Linked DNA regions of Mus musculus: region 1 is linked to region 2. Evidence: chromatin contacts called from public Hi-C data. All regions are on one chromosome and are shown on one strand. Each heading gives the region's core, a stretch centred on a gene start, on an enhancer-like site or on the middle of the called end of the contact. The rest is flanking DNA. Distances are from core to core; before and after follow the strand shown.

Region 1 (3,267 bases), core at 211-2,710, 140 kb before region 2:
AGAAATGTGTGCCGAGCTGAGAGAAAGGACCTCGGCATTAGCCTGGCACCTGCTGACCTCTGACTGAGTGTCACAGGACAAGTCACTTTTCTGCCATCTTACTACAATTAGGACTGTACCAAATGACCTCTAAGGACTTGCTTACAGCTCAAATACTCTCTGGCTTTTAAATCTTCTTTTATGTGCACTATAACAGCCATGCAGCAACGACAAATTTTCTTCATGTGCCTATTTTATAGCCATTTTATGGGATTATAGCATATGTGTGCTCATATGTGTGTGCGCTTATATGTGTGTCTCTCTGTTACCCCCCCAACACACACACACACACACACACACACACACACACACACACACACACACACAGAGGATTAGTGGTAACCACTGTAGATAATATAAGTGTAATAATCTGTAAATACAACTTGTACACAGAGGATGCCAGGGTATTTAGATGCCTCTGTTGGAGAACACATGTAAGCATCCATCACAGGTATAAAATAGCATCCTCTGAAATGCCATTTCTTCCTTCCCCCAGGACAGATAAAGCGCCTGCAGACTCTCCGACCAGCCACTGAAACAGCCATGAAAAACCTCACGCTTTTCTAAAGCAGGACAAAGCTTTGAAGCTTCAGCGTCTGCTCCCCAGCATCCCCTGGCTGTGAGGAGGACAGCATTTCCCTAGTCAAAACAGCCTGGCTCTATTTATAGTGCTCACGTCTCCAGATAATAAACGGAACTCGCGGGCTATGCTCAGATCGCCTTCCTTCAGCCACCCCACCACTTAGCACAACGCCCACAATGAAAAACAAGGTCTACAATTTGGAGCCGTGGCTCTAGTTAATTACCTCAGAGGAGACAATGACCACCCTATACTTGAAGAGCCAAAACCCGGAAAGAGTGTCTGATACCCTTTGTTTGCCTTGGGTTTTTAGCATCCCTCTGGCTAGTTCACTGGGCTTGGTGGGTTTTTTGTTTGTTTGTTTGTTTGTTGTTGTTGTTGTTGGGGAGTAGGGTGGGTATTTCTTTAAATGATTCTAGAAATATCTCATCTCCGTGGTTGGAGAGAGGCTGTGTTCATCAGCTAGGTAATGTTCTTAGCAGATAGCGCTTTAAGTAAGGACAGCAGACAATACAGCTTCCACGGAGACTACTACAATTCCCTTCTATTCTTTTTCAAATGTTAAGTTTGTATTAGGTTATTTAATAGACCACAATATATTCAGTAGGTACAGAATCCATGGCCCCAAATGGCTGCGTTTTAATTCTATCCTTCTAGTCTGTTTTAACTAAGACGTTTTCTCCTGTGCATATAATCTTCATTATCATAGAAGTTATTTTTAATTTATAATTAACATAGTCTCTGTCTCATCATGTATGCCTTGATCGACTTGGACCCTCCAGACACATCTTATCTGGTACCACGTTGGCTGGGTCCTGCAGTTCTCCAAACATACAGTAGGTGTCTATCTTAGCCTTCCTTATCCCTTCACTTTCTTTTCTAGTCCCTGACACTGGGATATAGTGCATAATTCCAAAATGGCAGCTTTTTGAAAATTCACCTTGATTATCAGACATTAAAAGTGACTCATCCCGCAGTGACTGTCTGGCAGAAGGGATAGGATCAGACAGCAAGACAATGAGGGGACTGGGAACATTAGCGCACTAGATTACAGAGCCATCAAAAATACCTTTGTTCTGTCAAAGATCCAATCATTTGCTAGTTGTGTTCTGTGGAGGAGAAAGAAGGGGGGAAAATCCACCAAACAAACAAACAAGAAAATTCATCTGAGAATTAAAAACCTCCTCAGATCTCTTTATCCTAAGTGGGGAAGGGACGTAGCTGATGATCCATTTCAAGAGCAGGCAAGGTGGAGCTGCGTCTGAGCGGGGAATCTGTATGTAGCAGCTTTTCCCCTCAGTAGCCATCACACTTTGCTTATGACCTTCTGCCCTTTGCGTCTCCGGAAGAGCGGAAACTGCCAAGTTCAACAGGGCTTGGTTTTGTCTGTGTGTCTGTACTGAGCCTGACTCACGGTGGAACAGTTAGAAGGAATGATCGCACAATTAGAGCGTTTTCATTCAAAGCGCAGCTTCTGATTTCCATCACGGTATATTAGAAAGCTAAGCAAGACATGTGTGATGGGCTAGAGGGGCAGATGCTGAGGGAAGCTGTTGGCAGCAGGCTTTCCACAAGCATCCAAACAGGCGTCTGTAAAATAGCAGAAGGAGCCTCGCAGAGACCGTGGATTCTGTATCAAGCATGTATGTGTGTCTCTGTGTTCAAGGGGGAGAAGGGACTGGGTGGGCAGTAGTGTCCTTTTCAGGGAGCCCTTCTTAGGGAGCTGCCCAGGCAGGTGAGAGGAGAGTGAGATGTCCTGAATCTCGGAGCTTCTCATCCCCCAAGAGACGGAGAGGCCAGATGGGACGTGGGTGTCTGGCTTCCTTCTCCCTTTCTTAAAAAAAAAAAAAAAAAAAACCAAAAAAAACCCACAATTTCCATCATTTGTCTATGAACTCAGAGGAGGAGTTTATCAGTCATGGAAAATGCCCCAAAGGGGCTCAGATCAAAGGCAGACTTTGAAATGTGTACTTAGGTGGATCTCCCTGCCAAATACATTAATGTGATTAAAACACAAATTCCATTGGCAGTTATTCCATCTGTTTAGGTGATGTTGGTTGGCAGTGCCATGTACCGGTCAATGGTGGCCTTTTACAGAGGAGTGCCGAGTGAATTTAAATGCTCTGCCGCACACGGATGCTACCTGCCGCGCTCTGGGAGGATTTGGAGGTCTTATTTGCTGGCAGGGCAGGGGAACCAGCTGCTGTCACACCACACAGGGATCTAGTGATAAGAATGGCTTCCTGTTCACTGCCGTCTCGCAAATGGATTCGTGAAAACAACTCGTTGTGATTTTCTAGGTGTGGTTGGTACACGGGGGCTTGCTACTTCTTGTATCCTCCCCCCTCCCCATTCTTATTTCTGCCTTCAGGTACAGAGCACCTCCATGACCACCCCCACCCCATTTATTACGTCGAGCATCAGTGAGTACATTGCTTTATGGATGGAAGGAGACAGACTCAGCAGAACCCAGCACATACTCAGACGCCCAGTATGTTTCTTTGGATTCACAACACACTCCTTGAGCATGGTGAAAGAGAAATCTATATAGTTTAAAGATCTCTGCCTAAACCTGACCAAGAGATTAAAGGGGAGGGCTAAGGGGGAGGGCCCAGACCAATCTCCACACACCAGCACGCCTAACAGAG
Region 2 (3,428 bases), core at 415-2,914:
GAAAGATCTAGGGCCATTTGAACATCAAAAAACGATATTAAAAGATTAAAATGTATAAAATAAAAAGGGAATAAATACATTTAATTAAAAAATAAAAAATAAAATTAGTTATTTATGAACATACATAAACAAACAGAATGGGGTAGAAAAGATCTTCAACAATAAAATATTGAGTAGCAAAATAAGAGTGGTGAAGTAGGCTAGTCATTTACGGTTGCAAAAATGAATGGAGGGAAAGTTGGCGAGAAAGCCTCAAACCATCTACTCCCATACAGTGCCTATTGATAGGAAAACAGTAACTCAGCCTCTGGTGAGATCAGAGTAGATGCTAGACCTAGCATCATACCCACGCGAGGACAACACCTTATCAGGGGCCTTCTGCTGAGAAGGAATGCGGAATCAGCTTTCTGACACCTCCCCGTCCCCTCCAGAGACCTAACATGACTACGAGGAGCAAGAAGAAGATCAGGCAGGACAAAGAGAGGAAAGCGCAGAGAGGAAAGGTGTGGTTTCTGTTCCCCGATCTTTCTGAACTTCTGTACTAGGCAAAACAAAACGAAACACCAGCCAACCAATCAACCAAGCAACCACGCAAGCGCACTGAGTGTTGCCTGGGCAGACAGCTAGCTGCTGTTGAACTGCTTCCGAAGCTGTGCCCGTTTGATGAAGATCTAGCTAACAGATTACAAGCATACATCAATTCTCAAGTTCTAGGAAATGTCCTTATTGTCAAGAAGAAGAATATAAGGCTGTTTCTCTCTTCTTCCCCCTCAGTGACTAAATGCAAACACAAAGGCTGGAAACTAAACAGCTTCCCTAGACAAGGAAGCGACAGACCACACATCGAGAAAGTGCGAGAAAAAAGCGCCAAGATCAGGATCCCCCCCAACCCCTTACTCTCTACGCTGACTCTCTACATTTTAGCTACATAAAGGTATTTCTTTTGTGAGCTATTACCATACTTCTGTTTGTTTCTGCTGGGTATAGCCAACTTTATTTAAAAAATAATACATGATTAACTCAAAACTCATAAATGCTGACAATCTGAGTGTAGAATAGTCTAGTCACTTTTAAACACAATTTGATATTATCTACTGAATAAGATGGAAATATCCTATAGCCTAGACATTCAATAGTTGTGTTTATATCCTACAGACATTTGCACATGGGGTTGGGGAGGTAATAGCAGGAATTTCTGAGCATCATTACTGTAAAAACAACAATGGAAAAATCTATCCCTGTGAGAAAACGGATAACAGTATATTTGTACAGTGGGTATTCCTTCCAGAGTAAAATGAACAGAGCTACATAAATCAATAAATAAAAACTTAAAACATAAAGGTGAGCAAAAACAGGCAAACAACTGAATTTTCAGGTATGATAATATGGCTATTAAGATGAAAAAAAAAAAAACAGGTCTGGGGATATGACTCAGTGGTTAGATCACCTGTATAAATTCAAGAACTTGGTTCAGAGCTCCTGAACCTACATATAGCCACCTGACTCTAATCCTTGTACCCTTATGAGAATCATTAGAAACTACAGGCCAGCTGGCCTGCTCTACACAGCAGTGACCAATGGGAGATCCTGTCACAAACTATACACAGCAGTGACCAATGGGAGATCCCGTCTCAAACTATACACAGTGACCAATGGGAGATCCTGTCACAAACTCTACACAGCAGCGACCAATGGGAGATCCTGTCTCAAACAAGGTGAAGGATAAGCACTAACACCCAAGCTTGGCATCTGACCTCTGCTTTCAGGGTATGGCTTGTGCACAATCACACTCAGATACAGGGGTGCATATGTACACACACACACACACACACACACACACACACACACACACAGAGAGAGAGAGAGAGAGAGAGAGAGAGAGAGAGAGAGAGGAGGGAGTTAAAAAACACCACGCTATATTTACCCCAGCATAGAAAATAGTACCTATTTAGTACACTGCAGTACGTAAAATAGTAATTGCCAAGGAAGATGACTTCACTGTACAGATGATCAACATTGTCCTACAGAACCTCCTGCAAAGACGGATGTGTCTGTCTGCACTCAACATTTCAACATCGTAGCCATTAGCTCAACACGGCTAATAGAAGGAAGGAATGGACTTTTATGCTTTATTTCATTTTAATTCAGTTAAGTTCCAATAGCCACATGTGACTAATGACTCCTGACAGGCACGGGTCTAGACAATAAATCCTATAAGAAAAGCAGCTTTATAGTTCTTTGCCTATCTCTTTGGTGTGTAATTCAAAAGTGGACTTAAAAGAATTATGGTAATGCTTTTGATAAATCTTTTCTTATTTCTATCCACTTGCATGGCTTACCAACAGGTTTCAGCAATTTTATCAGTAAGCATGTACACACACACTCGCACACACACATACACACATACACACACACATACACACACACACACACATACACACACACACACACAGAGACACACACACAGACACACACATACACACACAGACACACACACATACACACACACAGACACACACATACACACACACAGACACACACACACACACACACACACACACACTTCCCATTGGTTGAAGTGGTGGATGCCTGCAATCCTGGTACTTGAGAAACTGAGGCAAGCACACCACGAGTTCAAGGTTAACTTGGGTTCCACAGGGCGTTCCAAACAAGCCTGTTCTATGTAGTTAAATTCACCTCAAAAACAAAAGCCAAGCAATCAACCAAAGGGAAAAGCCATTTAAACAGGAAGATGAGCAAATAAAATCAATTTGGTTCAGGAAAATTCATCTACAGAGGCATCCATTGTGAGAAACGTGTATCTCATTAAAAGATGTGTTTCATACAAATTTAATTTTCTTTAATAATTCCTTATCAAACACTGAGTAATGTGTTGAGCTTGATCAACATCATACCTTGATACAAAAAGATTTTTCAATTGTCCAGGGAAGATAATCCACAATTTTACCCAGGGTCCTCTGTTTCTTATGGCTCTTGTAGGCTGAAAGCCTTTTCCCACGGCTGTAGTTTAGGTCACGCCCAACAGGTGTCGCTGTGTTTCTCTCAGAAATTTAACAAATTCTGCCGTGCTCCTGTGACTGAGCAGCTGTTTGAGGGGTGCAGGGGTGCACCTTTTAGGATCCTTGCTTGGAACTATAATCTTTCGGACACAGAAAAGTGCAAACTATGGCTAGTGAAAATATAGATGCACCTATCTTCTTAATATTCTGAGATAGTTCTTTAAGAGTCATTTCACCATAGGACATCCACAAACTGGTGATTTTTAAAAAGTACAAAGATTACACAGAATTGGGGGGGGGCAGATTAGTAGTGATTATGTCTAGAAATTAAAGTGTAAAGTATAGATTAAACATCCTACAAAATGAATGAGTGGATACACACACACACACACACACACACACACACAC

What was found. A called contact is a pair of places that touch in the nucleus more often than the background predicts.
Region 1: a Hi-C map of the N1E-115 cell line shows a contact between it and region 2, with 5 times the contacts expected there. The contact joins two enhancer-like sites. A contact is called at or near these places in 5 of 39 promoter capture datasets (cranial neural crest, embryonic stem cells, liver and 1 more), 6 of 484 Hi-C or Micro-C datasets (the N1E-115 cell line, cerebral cortex, nephron progenitors and 3 more), 2 of 115 datasets of contacts at active chromatin or transcription factors (differentiating embryonic stem cells and embryonic forebrain) and 1 of 9 other capture datasets (embryonic stem cells).

The regions. Positions count from the first base shown.
Region 1 is chr8:109,415,619-109,418,885 of GRCm38.p6, reverse strand. It overlaps a transcript of Pmfbp1 not described here. Among named protein-coding and RNA genes, the nearest start is that of Gm35145, 44 kb to the left of the region's middle. Within about 2 kb of position 1,460, at least 67 of the 459 cell types and tissues checked have an H3K27ac peak or open chromatin away from gene starts, as enhancers often do. A contact at or near this core is called in the N1E-115 cell line, where this site is marked.
Region 2 is chr8:109,278,952-109,282,379 of GRCm38.p6, reverse strand. No RefSeq gene overlaps it. Among named protein-coding and RNA genes, the nearest start is that of 4922502B01Rik, 31 kb to the right of the region's middle. Within about 2 kb of position 1,664, at least 7 of the 459 cell types and tissues checked have an H3K27ac peak or open chromatin away from gene starts, as enhancers often do. A contact at or near this core is called in the N1E-115 cell line, where this site is marked.